Linked DNA regions of Mus musculus: all the other regions are linked to region 4. A link is a contact called in public HiCAR-type, Micro-C and promoter capture Hi-C data. All regions are on one chromosome and are shown on one strand. Each heading gives the region's core, a stretch centred on a gene start, on an enhancer-like site or on the middle of the called end of the contact. The rest is flanking DNA. Distances are from core to core; before and after follow the strand shown. Region 1 overlaps Rapgef4 (Rap guanine nucleotide exchange factor (GEF) 4). Region 2 holds the start of Map3k20 (mitogen-activated protein kinase kinase kinase 20). Region 3 overlaps Rapgef4 (Rap guanine nucleotide exchange factor (GEF) 4). Region 4 holds the start of Gpr155 (G protein-coupled receptor 155). Region 5 has its middle 25 kb from the start of Map3k20. Region 6 overlaps Map3k20 (mitogen-activated protein kinase kinase kinase 20).

The links. Promoter capture Hi-C pulls out the DNA fragments that hold promoters and counts their contacts. A called contact is a pair of places that touch in the nucleus more often than the background predicts. HiCAR-type assays count read pairs that join an accessible place to other places.
Region 1: a promoter capture Hi-C map of the HPC-7 cell line shows a contact between it and region 4, with 6 times the contacts expected there. The contact joins the enhancer-like site here to the promoter of Gpr155 in region 4. A contact is called at or near these places in 14 of 39 promoter capture datasets (the 3T3-L1 cell line, 3T3-L1-derived adipocytes, the HPC-7 cell line and 9 more), 3 of 115 datasets of contacts at active chromatin or transcription factors (astrocytes, embryonic forebrain and embryonic hindbrain) and 2 of 9 other capture datasets (adipose tissue and liver).
Region 2: a contact with region 4 is called in a Micro-C map of embryonic stem cells, with 4 times the contacts expected there. The contact joins the promoter of Map3k20 here to the promoter of Gpr155 in region 4. A contact is called at or near these places in 17 of 39 promoter capture datasets (the 3T3-L1 cell line, 3T3-L1-derived adipocytes, the C10 cell line and 12 more), 2 of 484 Hi-C or Micro-C datasets (embryonic stem cells and large pre-B cells), 5 of 115 datasets of contacts at active chromatin or transcription factors (astrocytes, embryonic fibroblasts, embryonic hindbrain and 2 more) and 3 of 9 other capture datasets (adipose tissue, embryonic stem cells and liver).
Region 3: a HiCAR-type map of astrocytes shows a contact between it and region 4, with 4 times the contacts expected there. The contact joins the enhancer-like site here to the promoter of Gpr155 in region 4. A contact is called at or near these places in 11 of 39 promoter capture datasets (the 3T3-L1 cell line, 3T3-L1-derived adipocytes, the HPC-7 cell line and 8 more) and 6 of 115 datasets of contacts at active chromatin or transcription factors (astrocytes, cardiomyocytes, embryonic forebrain and 3 more).
Region 5: a contact with region 4 is called in a promoter capture Hi-C map of the HPC-7 cell line, with 6 times the contacts expected there. The contact joins the enhancer-like site here to the promoter of Gpr155 in region 4. A contact is called at or near these places in 11 of 39 promoter capture datasets (the 3T3-L1 cell line, 3T3-L1-derived adipocytes, the HPC-7 cell line and 6 more) and 1 of 115 datasets of contacts at active chromatin or transcription factors (astrocytes).
Region 6: a promoter capture Hi-C map of the HPC-7 cell line shows a contact between it and region 4, with 5 times the contacts expected there. The contact joins the enhancer-like site here to the promoter of Gpr155 in region 4. A contact is called at or near these places in 3 of 39 promoter capture datasets (the HPC-7 cell line, cranial neural crest and embryonic stem cells), 2 of 115 datasets of contacts at active chromatin or transcription factors (astrocytes and embryonic forebrain) and 1 of 9 other capture datasets (embryonic stem cells).

What each region holds. Positions count from the first base shown.
Region 1 is chr2:72,195,955-72,198,876 of GRCm38.p6, reverse strand. It overlaps Rapgef4 (Rap guanine nucleotide exchange factor (GEF) 4), which reads right to left. Exons shown (of 31, transcript NM_001204165.1): 12 at 2,601-2,661; 13 at 464-540; 14 at 1-118. Among named protein-coding and RNA genes, the nearest start is that of Map3k20, 88 kb to the left of the region's middle. Within about 2 kb of position 1,661, at least 52 of the 459 cell types and tissues checked have an H3K27ac peak or open chromatin away from gene starts, as enhancers often do. A contact at or near this core is called in the HPC-7 cell line, embryonic stem cells, hematopoietic stem and progenitor cells and 1 more, where this site is marked.
Region 2 is chr2:72,284,010-72,287,005 of GRCm38.p6, reverse strand. Map3k20 (mitogen-activated protein kinase kinase kinase 20) reads right to left here and starts at 1,369. Exons shown (of 20, transcript NM_023057.5): 1 at 1,151-1,369.
Region 3 is chr2:72,234,048-72,236,880 of GRCm38.p6, reverse strand. It overlaps Rapgef4 (Rap guanine nucleotide exchange factor (GEF) 4), which reads right to left. Exons shown (of 31, transcript NM_001204165.1): 24 at 2,679-2,804; 25 at 2,095-2,273. Among named protein-coding and RNA genes, the nearest start is that of Map3k20, 50 kb to the left of the region's middle. Within about 2 kb of position 1,465, at least 65 of the 459 cell types and tissues checked have an H3K27ac peak or open chromatin away from gene starts, as enhancers often do. A contact at or near this core is called in astrocytes, cardiomyocytes, forebrain and 1 more, where this site is marked.
Region 4 is chr2:73,385,191-73,388,280 of GRCm38.p6, reverse strand. Gpr155 (G protein-coupled receptor 155) reads left to right here and starts at 1,801. Exons shown (of 17, transcript NM_001190297.2): 1 at 1,801-2,016. Gm13707 (a long non-coding RNA gene) reads right to left here and starts at 1,431. Exons shown (of 9, transcript XR_866430.3): 1 at 925-1,431.
Region 5 is chr2:72,259,523-72,262,663 of GRCm38.p6, reverse strand. No RefSeq gene overlaps it. Among named protein-coding and RNA genes, the nearest start is that of Map3k20, 25 kb to the left of the region's middle. Within about 2 kb of position 1,718, at least 33 of the 459 cell types and tissues checked have an H3K27ac peak or open chromatin away from gene starts, as enhancers often do. A contact at or near this core is called in the HPC-7 cell line, where this site is marked.
Region 6 is chr2:72,327,077-72,330,113 of GRCm38.p6, reverse strand. All of the region lies in intron 2 of Map3k20 (mitogen-activated protein kinase kinase kinase 20), which reads right to left. Among named protein-coding and RNA genes, the nearest start is that of Gm52556, 23 kb to the left of the region's middle. Within about 2 kb of position 1,538, at least 40 of the 459 cell types and tissues checked have an H3K27ac peak or open chromatin away from gene starts, as enhancers often do. A contact at or near this core is called in the HPC-7 cell line, where this site is marked.

The DNA of each region.
Region 1 (2,922 bases), core at 412-2,911, 1.2 Mb after region 4:
CGACTCTTAGGAAGTGACAATTATCTTCCCGAAGAACAATGGAGGCAGCTCTTGGAGCATCGTTCACTAGAGCTAACTTGCCAAAGTCATCTCCTTCGTGCAGGGTGCAGACCACACCCTGGAGAGAGGGGCACATTCAGGGAAAAAAAGGGGGGGATCAAACATCTTCCTTCCCTTCCCCCACCATCAAACACTGTGTCTGTAAGTGGACTACATTAGTATTATAATCAAATTAAAATGCTTCTTATTTCTTTCACAGAAATAAATACAGTCAATGAATGACTCTGAGTGCAATAATTGAGGAAAATTTATGATTAAAGATGAAATTATATCTTTTCTACATGGAGTAACAATGCCATGGTAAATTTAATTGCAACAACATTTGTTACTACTTAGAGGCACACTAGTAAATGGCATATAATAAAGCTTCAGAAAGAAGAAGATATAGATAGATATATTATACCTTGCCATAAATGACTACATTCACGGATCCTTTCAGAATGATGTACCAGGAGGTACCTTCTTCCCCCTGGTTAAACACTAGACACAAAAAGATGGAGAGACTCATGACAAGAACAGGACAAGAATAGCAGCACATCAATATAAATTACAGCTTATCAAATCATCGCTTTCAGGCTCCAGAGTTACGCATACATAAAATAAAAAAAAATTACCGGCAAATCCTAACTAATTCAGGTAGAACATTATTGTCTCTCTGTGGAACATAAAAGGACGAGAGACTGTAGTATTTGCTTTGCCCTGAGAGACAGGTTCTTACTGGGTATCAATTTACCAGCAAGGCACGTCTTAATGGAAAGTGCGTTCCCCCATAATTCACAAAGCATTGTGCAATGCAAAATAGGTTTTAAAAATGATCTGACCAGCAATATGAAGTTTGAAAACATGTAAATCAGTGCGGTAGCTTGTTGATAAATATATACCTATGCATACGTTCTTAATTGGTTAGGATCAGAACCAACATATTCAGAGTAGGAATCACCGTTGAGGAGGAGGGAAGAGCAGGCTAAGGGGAGGAACTCGAGACAGCTGGAGGACAGTCTCATTGTTTGGAAAGTGTTTAAACTGTAGTGCAAACAAGAGCGTTTTGATAAAAATAAGCTATTTTAATAATCTCTGTTTTCATCCATTTAAATATTTCATAGTTCAGTGAAAACAACTAGTGATTCGAATAAAAAGAATTAACAGAATAATGAAAACGAATTAAATAAAGGAGAACTAAAGAAACAAAAAATAAAAATTATACAAAAATGATCCTGAAAAGGCAAAAAAAAAATTGGGTTTCTTGCTGACAGAGATATCGGTATTAGCAATAGTGTTCCTAATGAGTGTGTGTGTGGGGGGGGAGACATTTTGAGATACAATGTTTAAAGCTCAGTTTCCATCTCTAACTCATATCTCTTGTTTATTTTTAACTACCACAATGTATCTAACAAAGAGCAAAAGTTTCCAAAACAGGTCTCCTGGAAGTTTGTTTCATTGCTGGGGACTAACAAAGTGTTCCATGTGTCCCTGGTTTACTTCCATTTATCTCTAGCCGTCCCTCTCAGTTTCGTACAGAACCCCTCATAACCCCTGACATGCTGACTCATCTTCTGACCTTAACCCCAACTGCTCAGCAAAGATTTTGTCCACTAGAGGGAAACACCAGCATCAGCAATGCTGCGTGCATCTATTAATGTCTAAACTTCTTGCTTCCAGCTATGATCACAGAACTGAAGGACAATGTGAATTCCAGAGAGAAGCCCCCATATGACTGACACTATGTGACTATCTGAGGCAAAGAAGTTCTCTTGGGCTTGGAGCCCATGGTGCATGATGAAAAAAAAAAAAAAAACTAAACAAGAAACACAATACTTTACACAGTATTGTCAATGATAACTTAAGGTGTGTTAAGTATTTTAACTGTAACAGGAGATTTCCAGAGCCAAATTAATTCATTAAAAAAAAAAAAAACCAAAAACCTCAACCTTTTTTTTGTGACTGGATCTCAAAATTGCTCTATACCCATGGATGACCTTGAACCTTAAAGTTTCCTACTTCCCTCTCTGGAGCACCCTCTCAACCCTCCTCCCCACACTGGGTTATGCAATGCTCAGCATAGAACCCAGGGAGGGTTTCAACATGTTAGGCAAGTGCTCTGCTATCTGAACTATCCCTCAGCCACAGATTAGTTCTTCTATATCCACTATATGGAAGTTACTACCCAGAACCCTGCAGGAAGAGTAGAGACTTGATTCATCCCACCCGTTCTAGACAGTATTGAGCCAGTGGGGTAGAGAGCCTGCAGGACTCAGACTGGCAAGTGTTACATGTGTGGTGCTGGAATACCCACCAAACTTCAGATTGACTGACACAGGATGGAATAGTCACGAGTCCAGAAAAGGACAAGTGCCAAGTGATATCCTGCCAGGTCAGAGTAGGGCCAATAGAGAGAGTGGGGCATTGATGAACAGCAAGGGGTGTGGCCAGGCGTGACAGGCAGGGAGGGGGTGTGGCCAAGCCTGACCAGAGGGTGTGGCCAGGCCTGCCCAGCAGGGAGTGTGGTGAGGCATGGCGCTTCCATTAGGGCTCTCACTTACACACAGTTCCTCCTTTGGCGTGAGACTCAAAAATGAGAACACCTGCTAACTCCCGTTTCACCTAGGGGGGGAAAAAAGAAAAATGTGGGAAGACAAGGGACAGGAGAAGGGACTTGTGCTTTGCGTGGTGCCCGTTAGAGGTGGTTTTCAGGCTCGCCTAAAGTTATCTATCACACAGATTATACGATTTCCTATCATCCAGAAATACTTTCACTAGACTTCTACTTGGATCAGAAAGTCTATTCCAAAACTACTGTCTAGACAAGCTTGTAACAATCCCCATCAGGCAGACCTCTAAGGGACATTTATTTATTTTGTGGGG
Region 2 (2,996 bases), core at 120-2,619, 1.1 Mb after region 4:
AAAATTTTTGTCAAAATTACATTGTAAAAGACTAAAATAAACAGTGCTCCAAAGACCATTTTTCTCTCTTAATTCTCTCTTTCTAAACAAGCTAAATTCATGTTCATTTACAATCTCCCAAATCTCTCACTATTGTAGCAGAAATCTAAAACAAAGACTCTACAAATGATCAAAACCATAATTAAAATGCAGCCGTCACTTTTTTTTAAGATAAAAAAAGAATGAAATTTCAGAGTAGAGACAGGCCGATGACAAAGAAGTCTGGTCTTGAATCATTTGTTTATTTTTATCGTTAAATATTTTGGTAGGTTTGGATCCACTAAATGCTGGCAGTTGGTTTCATCTACAGTCAAGAAGACCAGAAGATTCGCTACAACCACTTTAGGGGTAAAACAGGAACTCACTTTAACAACCATCCGAACTCAGATGTCCTCAATCCATTCTGGAAGACGGTTCTCACACGCATTATTAATGAAGGCTGCTTATTGTGAAATCGCTGGAACGGGCCACCAAATGGTGTGCTTTCATTATTAACGAAACTAGCAAAAATAGTAATTATGTTCTCCATAAACAGTGCTTATGCAGGATCTCCAGGCGCATGAGAAACATACATTTTCAGCAACCCAACAATGACGTGCCATTGTTGTTTTTTTTCAGGCAGTTCCAATGTCATCTGGGCAGTTTAGAATTAAAGTTTTTCCCGAGATCTGTCACGCGCGGGGCGAGGCGTGGCTGCGGCCCGGGTCACCCAGTGCCCACCCTGGTGTAGATCCCCGCGCCTGCGACACCCGCGTGTGCTCCCACGGAAGGCGAGGGTGCTCGGGAAGGGCAGCCGCCGCAGGTTCCCCGGGATCGCCGCGAGCTGTGCCAGGCCGGACTCTTCCGGGCACCGAGTGCCCGGCTGGACCGGCCCGGACATGCCCAAGCCGTCCTCGGCCCAGCGGCAAGGGACTGAGGGCTCAGGGGCTGCGGTCTCGGGGTCTGCGGGCTCGGGGACCACGGGTCTCCAGGGCACCGGGGGCGAGCCAAGGACAGCCGCCCGCCGAGCCCCGGCCTCCCGCAGCCGCGCTGCCCCGGCCCCGCAGGCCCCGGTCCCGCCGGTCCTCCAGCGGAGCTCCCTCCCGCCTCTCCCGTCCCCCACAGCCCTTACCTGGCTCCCGGATCGGGCGCGAGCGGCGGCGGGGGTCGGGGACGGCGGCCCGCGCGGCTCCCACGCTTCCGCCGGAGTCAGGAGTTGAACATTCCGCCTCTCCGCGCGGCGCCAATGAGGAAGACGTCGCGGCAACAGCACCACCTACCTCCGAGCGTGGAACCGCCGGCCGGCCAGCCTCCGGGCACGCCCGGCTCGGTGCCCAGCAGGGAGGCCGGGGCTCGGGGTCGCGGAGAGCCCGGTTGCTGCCCCCCCCCCCTTACCCCCCGTGAGACTGAATGCACTTGGCTGGGAAGGGGACAGCAGGGAAGGCAATGTCAGGGTCGCGGGTGCCTCAGTGGGACCATCAACAGGTACTTTGGAGATTTTGAGGAGGAGTCAAGGCCTGCTGCTCTGGTTGGTGACTTTTAAGATGAAGTGCCCGCGATTTCCCATCGAGGAGACAGAGTCCATGACAAGTGTGAACAAAACGTGTCACCTGGCTTTGGGAAGAAAAGAAATTGATCGGGGAGGATGTAGATGGAGTGGAAAAAGAGGAGAGGTTGCAAAAGTAGGGAACACAGTTTCTGAATTAGAATTTCACGTGTACACACGTGGAGAGTTAAGGAAAGTTGAAATCGTGCAAAATGGATATTCGTATTTTAGTGCATGGCTTTATATTTGGAGCAGGAGGCTTACCAGCCTGAAGATGTTAAGCCATATTCTCTTTCCTCCCCATCCATTTTAGTAGTGGTTTAGAGAGTTGCTTAGGGATGGAAACAAGATAAGTGGTAGATATTGTCACTACCAGGTAACAGATAGAATCGTGAAGGCTAGAGTTAGAGGGTACAGTTTGGGATCGTTTTTAAAAAGAAAATTGGAATTGAGAGACATGTTTCAGAAAGAGGCCACAGAAATTTGTGACCCATTCGGTTGGGAAAGAAGAAAGCGGTGATGCCAAGATTTGAGACCTGGGTGACTGGAAGAACGATGGTGTCATTGACAGAAATAGAAATCTGTGGAGAGGAAACTGGCTTCCTGCTGAGTTTTGAAGTCAGGAGAGGAAAAACAGGCAGAGATGAAACAAGAAACGGAAATCAGAAAAGAAGCCCAAAGAGAAATAGAAATTTTGAAAACCGTTCATATATATTTAATATATGAATGGGAAAGGATGGGTAAATATACACTAATGAAAAAAGAAACCACTTTCTGGTCTGTGATTACAAAGACTGAGGATTTTGGATTAATAAATTGCATTTTGGTAACTGAGAAGGTTGATGAAAACTATCCAGCTAAAAAAAATTCTTTTGTAGGTGATCAAACAATTGTTTAAAAAAAAAAAAAAGCTGTCTATCTACTCAAAAAAAAAAAAAAAAAAAAGGGTGCTGGGCTCTTGAGCGCGAAATGAACATGAGACTGCAGTCACCTTAGCTTTAAAGACATCCGATTGTGTCCTGACTCTGGCTGAGGAATCAGAGAGCCTGACTTTGCTGTTGCTCCTCTCAGTTGTCACATGGGACACTTAACAGGCAGTCCTCAGTTTCCTGCTCACCAAAATCAGGTGTTAGCCACTGGTTCCAGCTTGCCAGTCACCAGCCATCCATACCTTGCTTTGTACTGGAAGCCTGCAGCTTCTGATATTTTTAGCTTATACTATCTCTCCTTCCTTCATTCTATTTTCCTTCTATAATTAGGCTCAGAGAGTAGGCAACAGGAGCAATAAACTCTACAAAGTACTTTCAAAAACTTATTTGAAGGAGCACCTCACAGAAGGCCTCCTGCCTTCCCATTATGTTGCAAGGTCCTCACTGCGATACCTTATACTCTATTGTGGGGGCCACGGCTGTGACTCTGTGCTAAACGTAGG
Region 3 (2,833 bases), core at 216-2,715, 1.2 Mb after region 4:
TTTTTGCAGAAGGCTCATTGAATGGTTGCTTTGGCTGCTCATATTCAACTCAAAAAGTAGCCACGAGCCGTTCTTCATAGGTCGTGGCGGTGGGGAAATGCACTTTAGAGGAGTTATGGTGGATCGGCTCACACACGAGAAAGCAAGCAAGGATGTCACAATGCTAGGGTAGTGGCTCCCAGAACAAGGGCCGGCATCTCCACCTGCATCACTGGCCTTTGCCTTGTGTGGGTGACTTGGAGATAATAAATCCAGAGCGGCAGACCTGCTCCATTTGCAGCTTTGCTTATCATTCAAGGCAAGCCAGGAGATGACTTCCTGTCTCGGTTTTTTCTCCTGTGAATACAGGACTAAAGCACCTACCCCAGCTTTGCCTCTTTAATTTTGCTAAGCTCCAGACTGGGCCAAGAACTTAAAAGAAAATGCTGCAGCTTTTCTAAAGACAGCAAGCAAAACAGATGCTATTGTCTACCTCAGTGGCTCTCAACCTTCCTAATGCTGTGACCCTTTAATACAGTTCCTCACGTTGTGGGGACCTCCGACCATAACGTTATTCTGTTGCTACTTCACAACAATCATTGTATGAATTGTAATGTAAATATCTGATACGCAAGATTCCTGATATGTGACCCCCAAACGGATCGAGACCCAAAGGCTGAAAACCACTGGTCTAGAGGCTTCTGTCTATTCCTGTAGACTCAGGGTTAGGAAAGCCTAGAGTCTGTACTAACTGGGTTGAGTGAACAGGTTCATGGCGGGACAGCAGCCTCAGCACAGGGCTGAATATGGCTAAATAGTCAGCTGATTTGCAGGAAAGGCCAAGTCTACCTGTATAATACAGAGAGTCAGGAAGATAGGGGATACATTACAAAGGCAGAAACAAACAAACAAAACAAACTCCTGGGTGTTTTGAGAGCCTTTTCTGTGTTGCCTGCTCTGTTGTAAACTGACAGGCAGGTCCTCTCTTCCTTCCTGCTGCACTTGGCACCAGCAGGCTAAGGTGAAGAGAGAACAAGCTCTCTATGATGGGAAAGCTCACCCTGTCATAGTTTCCATAAGCCACTCATTCCAAACACATGAAGGCATCTGCTCACTGCACAGAGGCCGCCTGACCGCGCCGCTAGGGAAAGTGGCCGCACCAAACCTGTCTTCAAACAGCCAGCTTTCCCAAAAGGCAAGGCAAGCAGCTCCTGGATTCAAAGGATCTGGTATTCTATTGTCTCCTCGAAATCTGGCAAAACAACTCAAGGCATTTGGCAAGCTGGCTTCTATAAAACACCAAGCCGCTTTCCCTTCTTTGTTTAGCTCTGGAAATCAAGAGAGTGTGTGGGATCTGAACTGTTTGGCTCAAGAAAACGCCTGGCTGGGGTCGCTCATTCTCCTAACCTCCCCGAGCTCGGGCTCTGCATTTAGAAAGGGAAGGAGTCTCGCAGCACAAGCCACATTTAGCTTTTTTATTTTTAGCACTGTGGTGATACCAAAAACATGGAAGTAAACAGGAGGTTGTCAAGCATATCTAAATAGCAGGAGAAGATTAAATTCATGTCAGGGAGAAACCTAACTGGCCCCTGCAGTAAATAAATTGTTTCCCAAGAAGTGCTTTTAAATAGAATATTTATAAGATGTTTGCTTTCTCTGATGTGCATGGAGATGATTTCCTAGTGCCAGGTTAGCTGGCCTGTATGCGTTTTACTGATTTTATTCTGCCTGAGCTGTGAGCTGTTGTTCCAGCATGTTCTACTGCCCTCTACTGGTGAGAACGTGTTATGTGCCACATCGGCTTCCAGAGCCTTGCAACCAAAGTTTCTAAAGGAACTTTTGTTGACTTCAATAGCATTCTTCAAAGGGGGGTGGGGGTGGGGGAAATCTGAAGAGTTCAGAGCAAAACACACCCCCCCCTTTGACTCCAGCATCAGTACTACAAGATGTTAATTTATATATTGATGTTAACTATTAAAAAGCTAGAAGACATTCTTCTCTTTCAAGAATTCAACTGCTGGTTGTTCTTACACCCGTTTCTCTTTGTAAGGTGTTTTCCATGAGAACAGAGTTCAGGGACATTTTTATTCTTTCTCCAAAGTTAAAGACACTTACTGAGCCGCTATCTTGATAAATTTTTTCAAAAGCTGAACACGTTTGCTGAGCTGGGAACAAAGGCAGACCTCAGTGACAACCCAAAACTGAATTTCATTAAACCTCCTCAGGAACAAATCCAAGTTTGCCGTGGTCTTTTTAAAATTATGCCTTCCAAATGTGTGGTAGATTAGCTCCAGCTAGAACAGAAAGGAAAACAATTTTACTTATTTGTTGGCTTTTAAATCAAAACGCCAGCCTGGCTCCTCCGTTTGTCAGGAAAGTGTTCTATCAAGCAGCAGATGTGAATTCAATCGCTAACCCGGATGTACCTTGTCATATAGATTTGAAGGGCTTTCATGAAGCTTGTGGAATATATAAATATAAACTAGGTGTTATTGGCTTAATAGACTCTGGAAGACATAGCATAGCATCACAGAGATTTTTTTTTTCTTTAATACTTACGGGTTTTATAAGCTCAGCATGCACAAAACCCATCATGTGGTTTCCATATGGTAGCACACGGAAACATGAGTGGCGTCAGGCCAGCAGGCTTCACTCAGAATCCTATGGAGCCCATGGACGCTCCTTGCTGGGCGTCTTACCTCATGCACACAGTTGAAGAGTTCCCAATCGTAGGTTGTCATCTGGTACGCCAGGTCTTTCGAGCTCATCAGCTCAAATGTTCCCACTGTCCCAGTGGTCGGGCCTTCCTGTTCCGGCAAGGGAGTCTGGGAAAGATTGTGAAAAAACTGGATCA
Region 4 (3,090 bases), core at 552-3,051:
AGAAGCTCTCTACCTGGCTTCTTTCTCCTTATTTTAGTGGATGAGAACAAACTTAATGTTCCCCACCTCCTCTTCTTTACCTCTCTCAGCTGTCCGGCTCTACAGTTCTTCTGTAACACCCCTCAAACTTACTCCATTTGTACTACCATTAGCCCAGAGTAGGTTATTTCCTTGTCTTGGCTAGTCCCAAAGTCACCATACTGTCCTTTCTGCCTTTCATCTCTCCACTTATCCTGGGAAGGCTTCCAGATCATAAGGCACAAAATCCACTGACATGTTCCAGTGTGGGGAAATTGTACCAATCTTACTGTGCTGTCAGAGGATAAACTAAGCTAAGCTAACACAAGGAACTCCTACAGGTTGGCCTTAACTTTCCTTTCTAGGCCTGTCTTTCAATAATCCTTTAAAAGTCAAAGTTCACTAAATATTTAGTTTGACTAATGTTCATAGTTTCAAGGCAGGAATCCATTTAGCCTTGAGATAACAGATGTATTGTTTTTTTTTTTTTTTTTTTTTTTGCAGTTAGGTTAATAGTTAAAAGTGAGAAAGACAAAAAATGAACCAAAAGGGAGTAAGCTACATTTTAAAAAATAGTTTCAATTCTGCTCACCTTTCCTTAGGCTTCATATCCTTAAGCCAGCTCTTGGCTTTTCTTTTCTTTTTTTTTCCCATTTTTTATTACATATTTTCTTTATTTACATTTCAAATTTTATCCCCTTTCCTCATTTTCCCTCGGAACCCCCTTCCCCCATCCCATCTCCCTTCCCGGCTTTTATTTTCTTAGTAAACCATATAGTAACTTAATTTAAAGGTGCAAATAGTACTGTACTTTGTACTAAAACTGCACAGATTAATAGGACATAGTAGTGGCCAGACAAAACAGTAAAATTTGCAAAGCAAGATTTCTTTTTAAGAAATACTTACAAAATCACTGAGATCAGGCTTTAAATTAGAAATATTTTTTGTTTCAGAAAATGTCTTCATTTTCACACGTTGACTTCGAGAAGCCCCAGTAGACTTCCGAGAATACTAGGAGATTCCTGTCTGTAAACTAAGAGCATACAGCCAGAGTTCCTCCACAACAGAAAAAGAAGCAGTCGCTGCTGGCAATGTATTCTAAATCAAGCACACAACTAAAGCTTATATTTTAATCTCTTTTGATTTAGGAAGGTCAAGATCATGCTAGCTTGGGAAAGGTAGAAGGCAGGGTTTGAACTCACATCCTTGCATTTATAACTCTATACTATGCAATGACGAGGCTAACCAGGAGAGGAATTGACAGGATTACTGGAAGCTGAGGTTAACCGAAATGATGACAGGCCTTCCTGAGTCTGAGCAGAGGCGGAGGAAACCAATACTGCCAATCCCCACCCGGCCGCCATCTTGTGGGAAGAGAAAAGCCGGAAGTACAGCTACGGGAGACCGGCGGCCAAGTGGCTTTGGCGGAGGCGAAGCATAAGGGCAGGGACTGGGCTGTGTGGCCTCGGGCACCGGGGGTGGAGCGGTGTCGCTTGTCCTTGGGGGCGGGGCCTAAAGGCGAGGTGGAGACCCGCATTCGGGCCTTCTGGCTAGGGGCGGGGCCTTGGGGTGGAGCCCCAGGGCGGAGTGCAGTGTAGCACTGGAGCTTAGGGGTGTGGCCTGACGGCGGGGTGGAGATTTGAAACGCGGACCTCCATGCTGGAGGCGGGGCCTTGGGCGGGGCGGGGCCATGTCCTGAGCTTGGGGGCGGGGCCTCACGGCAGAATGGAGACCGGCTTCTCTGACCTCCAGGCCAGGGGCGGAGCCTGAAGGCGGGGCGGAGGCGGGGAGGAGGCACCGGGCTGCAGACGCCTAAGGTAGCTGACAGGACCGCAGCGGCTCACCCCTCCCTTTCTCGGAACGTGGTTGGGCATCTGCCGCTGGCACACGCCGCTACAAGAGGGTTCGGGGCGGGAGATGACGGCGGTGTGCTCGCTGCTTGGCCCTCTGTGAGCATCGGCTTCCTTCTCCTTGCAGCCGGAGCTGCAGACCTAGCAGGTGAGATGAGCCCCAGTTGCGTTTGCAATGGCCCCTGCCCCTGGGGTCCGGACCAGTGGGCAGCGCCAGGCTGCCCTGGCGCCTCGGCTAGCTGCTGCGCCTGTCCGCCTCTGCTCCACAGAGCCTGCGCCTGAAACCTGCGGGAACACTGGAGATGGTCTGCTCACAAGGGACGACTTGTCCCCTCTGGTGCCAGAGCTGCGGTCCCCAGGGTGCGAAGCACCCCGTTGCACGTGTGCTCACATTGTCATCTCGGACTTTTTACTTTAGCCCAAGGTGGCCTTCGTGTCTGCCCCTCCTGAGCACCTCGGGATCTTTGCGCCAAATTTTCTCCCATACTTCTTTACGGAGCACCTGACGTTGTGACTCCCATGCCCTGGCTTTCCACTTCCACGGGTGTCAGCTGCCCTCGGTATCATCTATTTGGTCAGGGACTCTGCACTCCTTATCTTGGCGGGCCAAAGTCTGATCCTGCAGATTGACAAGGGAAAAGGCAGTGACTGGAGTGCCTGTTGATGTTGAAGAGTGCTTTTTATAGTGCTGCAAGGCATTAGGCTTTTCTCCTGTCTAAAGGATAGGAGTGTTTGAGAAGAGAACAGCCTCAGTTTAAAGCTTTTTCTTTCAAGTCAGTACTGCAGCACATTTGAACTTAATAGCATTTAACCTACAATTTCAGTGCTTTGGTCATGTTATCTAAGTCAGATGTAATGCGACTAGATGGTTTGTATACTTCGTTTTCTAGTGTCTGGCCCAGTGAATTGGCTTTTCCAGTGATAGGACAACTTGTTTGTTCTGCAACAAGTCTTGTTTTTGTAGTTTAAAGGACTGGATGACATTTTTAAAACTTCCTTTGTTGTGGTTCTTGTTAATCTTAAAATGTGCATAAGAAGCGGTTTTTCGTTTTGTTTTGTTTTCATGTTTAAAATGGTATGAGATAAAACTTCAGAGTTATTTTTAGTTTTTTTTTTTCTCCCTTCCTTATTTTGAGACAGCTGCTAATTTAAGTCCTGGCTGGCTTTTCTTTGTAGCTGGGCTTGAACCCATGGTCTTCCTGCCTCTGCCTCACTAGTGCTG
Region 5 (3,141 bases), core at 469-2,968, 1.1 Mb after region 4:
AAAGGGAAGAGATAAGCCAAATGTCTGTCAATAGATTAAATTAACAAAATTTATTATGCACATAAACGGACTGGGGATGTACTCAGTTGGTAGAGTGTTTACCTAGCATTCCTGAGGCCCTGGATTCAATGTTGAGCACTTCATAAACTGGGTAAGGTAACTTATGGCTATAATCCCAGTACTGGAGAGGTGGAGGTAGGAAGATCAGAAACTGAAGGTCATCATCAGCTTCAAGGTTAACTTGAACTACATGAGACCTGTCTCACAAGGGGGAAAAATCAACCTTAAAGGGGAAGAAATTTCCATCTGGGCACATGATACAACATGGATGAGCCACAAATACATTCAACTACACAAACAACTCAGACACAGAAGGACAGAAGGACGAACACTGAATGACAGTACTTATGTGCAGCAGGTGACAGGCACATACAAAAACTGAGGCAGAATGGCTGTTAGGACAGCTGTAGAGAAGTGGGGCTTACTGCCTGAGGGGTGTAGGGCTCCAGTCTGGGTGCTGAAAGGGTGTTGGACAGACAGTCATGACAGCTGTCCAACACTATAAATGTATTTGATCCAGAATAACTTGGCTTTAGCGTATGAGAACCAGCTCAGAGTTACCACGGAACCAAAGAAAGAGATTGAGAGTTACACAGAATGCAATTTATTGGGAGGACTTACTGAGAAAAGCCTGGTCAGAGGCAGCAGCAAGGTGATACAGAGCCCTTTAGCTTGGGGAAGAGCTTATGCAATGCTCAGGTCAAAAATGACTTAGCCCAAGCCAGAATGTATAATACCTGATTTTCTTAAGCTCATCTCAGAGTCACATACATTCCTGGCTCCAGTGTCTAGTTGTAAAGTCCCATATACCACTCCAATTACTCTGGCTATTTCTGGTCTGCTGGGAAACTAAGTAGAAAACTAACCAGTGTTACTCTGGTGCAGCCATGGCAGTTGCAACTCAAGACGGCTAGAGTTGTATGGGCACGAATCCATATGGCAGAGTGGCATTGAATTGCTTCCTTACAAAAGAGTTTTAAATGGTTAAGTTTTAGTTTCTTGTATTTTATCACAATGAAGTAGAAATATGTCCTACAAAAGACTTAGGTGAAGGGAGGGTATGTGACTGTAGGTCTGGGTGTTGTTTGTTTGTTTTTTCAGCTCCCTCCGACCTTTCTCCCAACTTGCACAATAATGTAACTAAGGTATAGTGGGTAGTGTTCTCCATAGATCAGGGTGCTGTGACAGACCAGAACAAGGGATCTACCCCCTAAGACTACACCATCCCAAGCTCCACTCTAGTCTTCCATGTCTGCACACTACTCAGGTAAAAAAGGAAGGTGTGGAGGGCCAGCATGCTCTTCAGTCTTCCTTAGCTCACCAGGATATCATGGAGTATTCTTATCCATGATCCCTGTAGGCACCTGAGCTTCCTAGCCCTTGCTACCAACATCATTTCCATCATATAACAAATTCTCTTCCTCCTCTCCTTCAGAGCTCAGCTCAACTGTCAATTCCACTGGCCACCTTTTCCTCACTCCAGGAAAATCCTCATTTTGCGTGCTAACATCATAACTTCCCTTGAATGGGTTTTTCTTGTGTCCGTCTGATTATGCAAGTGGCTTCTTCTGTTTTGCCCCACTCTATGCTAAGCTCTATGAGAAGAGGAACTCCCTGTGGCTTGTTGCAGCACTGAATCCTGAGTTCTGTAGAGACCTCACAAAATACTTGAGATTTGAGGAAGAAAATTATATTTTGGCTCATGGTCAGTGGTTCCAATTCAAAGTCCTTTGACCACATTGCCCTACATCCTGTTGGGGCACATGATAGAGGAAGCTCCTTGTGTCAGGATTGCCAGGAAGCAAAGAGAAAGAAGAGAGGCTTGAATCCTAGTAACCCTTGCTCCCAGTGACCTCACTTCCTTCCACAGGCCCCACACATTAAAGGCTTCTCTATGACCTCAATTCCTTCCATAGGTTCCACCTATTAAAGGTTCCACTATCTCCCAATATCACCATGGTCTGGGGACAAGCCTTCAACGTAAAAGCACTTCAGGGGTGTTCAAGATCCAACCTCTAGGACATGCTAATCATTACCTGCTAATGAATCAGTGGAACCAGTGAGCAAATAGAAATAATGACCAGCGGTAGTTGGGTTAAAGGTTTTCTCCAATTTGTAAGTAAAGGCTGCTGGGGCCCGCTCATGCAACACTACCCTGTGCTATGTAGGACAGATTCAAATTACTCAGAAGCAAGACGTGTAATGCATTTTAGATCGACAACAAAGGAAAAGCTATTCAAGGCAGGGGCTCATTTTACCACACTGCTTCCTCTATGCTGAATTTTTATTATTATAGAAAGCACAATTTTAAACCGGAGTGACACTTCTTTTAATTTTCTCACACTGGTAGTCATTGATCAGCATTCATAGCTTGAGAGGAAATGCCATTGAATTCAGGAGGGAAATGTATTTAACCTGCATGGTGTTCAAACGCTGCTGGGTAAGCCTAGCAACTGGACACTATGCCAGTGACCTTGCTGAGCAGTTATGTTAAACACTTAAATGTATAATTTTCTACTGGAGCTTTTGGGAAAAACATTTTCTTTCTTTTCCCCCCACATCTTTCAGCAAACCTCATTATCCTTCTTTTGACCCCGTAGGTATCTCATTTTCTTTTGGCTTGTTTGCAAGTTTTAAAATATTAACTGCTTCTCTTGAATCAGGAAAGGTTGCCTGGCTACTACGGTATACTTTTCAGAGTACTAATTTTTTTGACCTCATCCTTTCTACCCCGAATAAAGGAATTTAATGTATTTCTATAAAAGCCAGTTGTAATTAAAACCTCTTATCTTTATTTTATGTATTAATTGTTATTCTCATTTGGGATACCAGGGTAATACACATGGGAGAATATGTATTAATTTTTAATAATGTTGAAAGTAAATTAAAATGAGGTTAGAGTGTGTCAGTCACCGTGGAATTGGGGAATGGCGCCGGTGAGCACAGGATAGCAGCTTATAAGGACTGTAGGAATAAAGAAGAATAAGATCAAAGCAAGGAAGAATGAAAATCACCCTGTTAATGATCTTTATAAATAATGTAGAAATCTATAACAGTAAAACCTTTGCAGCTAATTGAGGC
Region 6 (3,037 bases), core at 289-2,788, 1.1 Mb after region 4:
ATAAGTGGGGGAAATGAACACACACACAAACACACACACACAGAGGCTCCACTCTGAATTGAGTTAATGAGAATCCTTGTAGAATATTTTCATAAGCCCACCAGGTCATTTTGATATGTAGTTAAGAAAACTGATCTTCTGAGGCCCTTGTAGGCTCTAAGACTATAGTCTACAAAGCTGGTTCTCGGCTGTCTCTTAGGTTTAAATTCTCACACCCTAGCCTGAACGACTCGCCCTCGGTGCTAAACTCTGGCCTCTCGTTTTACTGCGCCTTCAGTTGCAGGTACCAGGAGGGAAGCTCTTCCAGACGCATCAGTTTGGAAGTGGCAGTCCCCGCATTGCTCATCCCCTCTCCCTGTCACTTCATCAGCTTTCAGACCATACCTGTGCTTAATCCCATAGATAAGAACACTCCATATCAGCTTCTAGTGGTAAAAGAGCCTAAAAATGAACAGTGCTTTGTTACTGTACTGCCTTATAAATTTATAGAATGAAATAAAATCAATCAATCCCTCATCTTTAAAATATGGAGGGGGGCATTAGACAAAGTATTAAAAAAGGTTGTTCCCTAAGACAGTTATTGTGGCAGAGACAGAAGAAGTAAGGGCTGAGAGCCATCCTAGGCTACAAAGAGAGACAGTCTCTAAAAACACAACATCCCTAAACTGTGTTTGTCTCCATTACCAACTTAATAGAGAAACACTTATTTAAGGTTGGAAATAAATAAACCGCATTTTAAAGTCAATAAATATTTTTATTACTATCTGTAAAATATAATACTGTAGGCAGTTTGGAAGCACAAAGAGGCCAGGAAAAAAAGGGTGGCAGCGTGATAAAGGGATAACCTTGCACACACAAGTCCCTAGATCCTCAGCTTGTAGGGATATATATATATATATATATATATATATATATATATACACATATATATATGTGTGTGTGTGTGTGTGTGTGTATGTATATATGTGTGTATATATATATGTATATATACACATATATATGAATATTACTTAATATTCCTATGTGGCAGGCACTGTGTTAATGCCTCTTGGGTACTAGCTTAGTTCCCTTAATAAGCCTATACAATTCTACTAACATGTCCATGTTGTAGAACGTGAGATTTAATGGCTAAGTAACTAACTGGCCATGGGTCACAAGGCTGGTGAAGTGGTACAGGACAACCACCTGGGATTCTGGTCTTGTAACACAACAGTGGGCATCTCACCGGGAAGGGTCAGGTTGGGTCAGAGGCACACAAAAGTACCCAAGACGAGGGCTGTGTGGAGGGATGAACACGATGAAAACACACTGGGAAAATGTCCCTCTGCTGCGGGAAAGAGAGGGCAGGGCAGCTGTTCTTTCAGCTTGCTCTCTAATGCTCTTACAAACACCATGACCAAAAGCAAGTTGGGGCAGAAAGGGTTTAAGTGGCTTACAGCTTACAACCATCATCAGGGGAAGCCCAAAGGCAGGAACTCTGGGGCAAGCACCTTGTGGGAGGAACTTAAACAGAGACCACAAAGAACGTTGCTTACCAGCTTGCTCTCCATGGCTTGTTCAGCCAGCTTTCTTAAACCAGGACCATGGGCCCAGGGATGACACCCTACAGTGGGCTGGGCCCTTCCCACATCAATCATTAATCAAGAATATGGCCCACAGACTTGTCTACAAGCCAAACTTGAAGGGATTTTTTTTTTTTTTTTTTTTTTTGGACTGGGGTTTTCTCTTTTCAGATAGCCATCTCTGGTGTCAGGAGGATAAAACAGCAAGCAACACAGCTATGAAAAAGAGGTGTTGCAAAGGCAACTTCCGGCAGTCAGGGAGCAGGTAGAACACACTCCACCTGTCTGGGGTGTGTCCTGTCCTCACCTGAACTGCACCCTCACCCGGATGAGGGGCAGGAGCAGAGAAGGAGACATGTTGCTGTGGGTTGACCTTTTAAAGGCATAAATGCCTGGTGCAGGGTTGGGGAGTTTTTTCTGAGACACTGAGAGTCGTCATAGGTCCGGTCCAGATGGGCATGGCTGGATCTGGTTTCCATCTATTGTAAATTTGGTGTTCACATGGCAGATGGATCAATACTAACTTTTAAATTGTCTCCATTATTGACAAAGCATGCATGGTGGGGAATACTGCTAGATAAACTCCCATTCCTTTAGGTGTCCTAAAATAGAGCTCTTTTCATCCCTAGAGACTATCTTTGAGAGCTTGAAGGTTCTAACACAGGAGTGGACTACGTATATATCCTTGACCAAGAAACAGCCCTCTTTATTAGGAAAGGCCATCCTCCTCAGCCAAGCATATAGCTACAAGAGGGACACTCGGAGGAATGAGGGAAGGGGATACTGACTAGTCAGTCCAATTATCCAAATTAACCTTGCAGACCAAAGGGGTGACAGGCAGCCCAAGCAGATCACGTTTCCTCCCCACAGCCTTTGATACAGAATCCACTGAATTTCTACTGGGATGGTTTGGGGGTGAGATCAGGGATATTTCATAGCATCAGACATCGAATACTGGCTGCAAACTACCCATAGAACTAGGAAAATACGAACTAACATCAAAGTAGTTAGCTGACCTCATGTGTGCCCACGTGCATGTGTGCTCACATGTGTGTGCACCAGAGGTCAATGGTACCTGTTCTCCCCAATCACTCTCCAGCTTATTTTCGAGACAGGGTCTCTCACTGAACCCCAAACTTAGCAATTCAGATTAGCTGGCTGGCCTCAAGCCATGTGGGTCATCCTGGCTCCACCTCCCAGTTCCAGATTACGATTCAATATGAAGGGTGTGGGAATCCAAACCCAGGTCCTCTTGCTTGCCCAGAAAGCACATTGCCAGTTGCCGTCTTCCTGGCCCTAGCTCCCACCCTGTGTAACATTACAGTTGTCTTACATCGGCTCCATCCCAGGGTTTGCTTTGTTATCCATTCAGAGGCTACTACGTGTACCTAAGGGACTACTGCTGCCTGATCAACTGCCATCCTTCCGTGGTTCTACAATATTTGCTGGATTTTACTCACCTTTGACTAAAATAT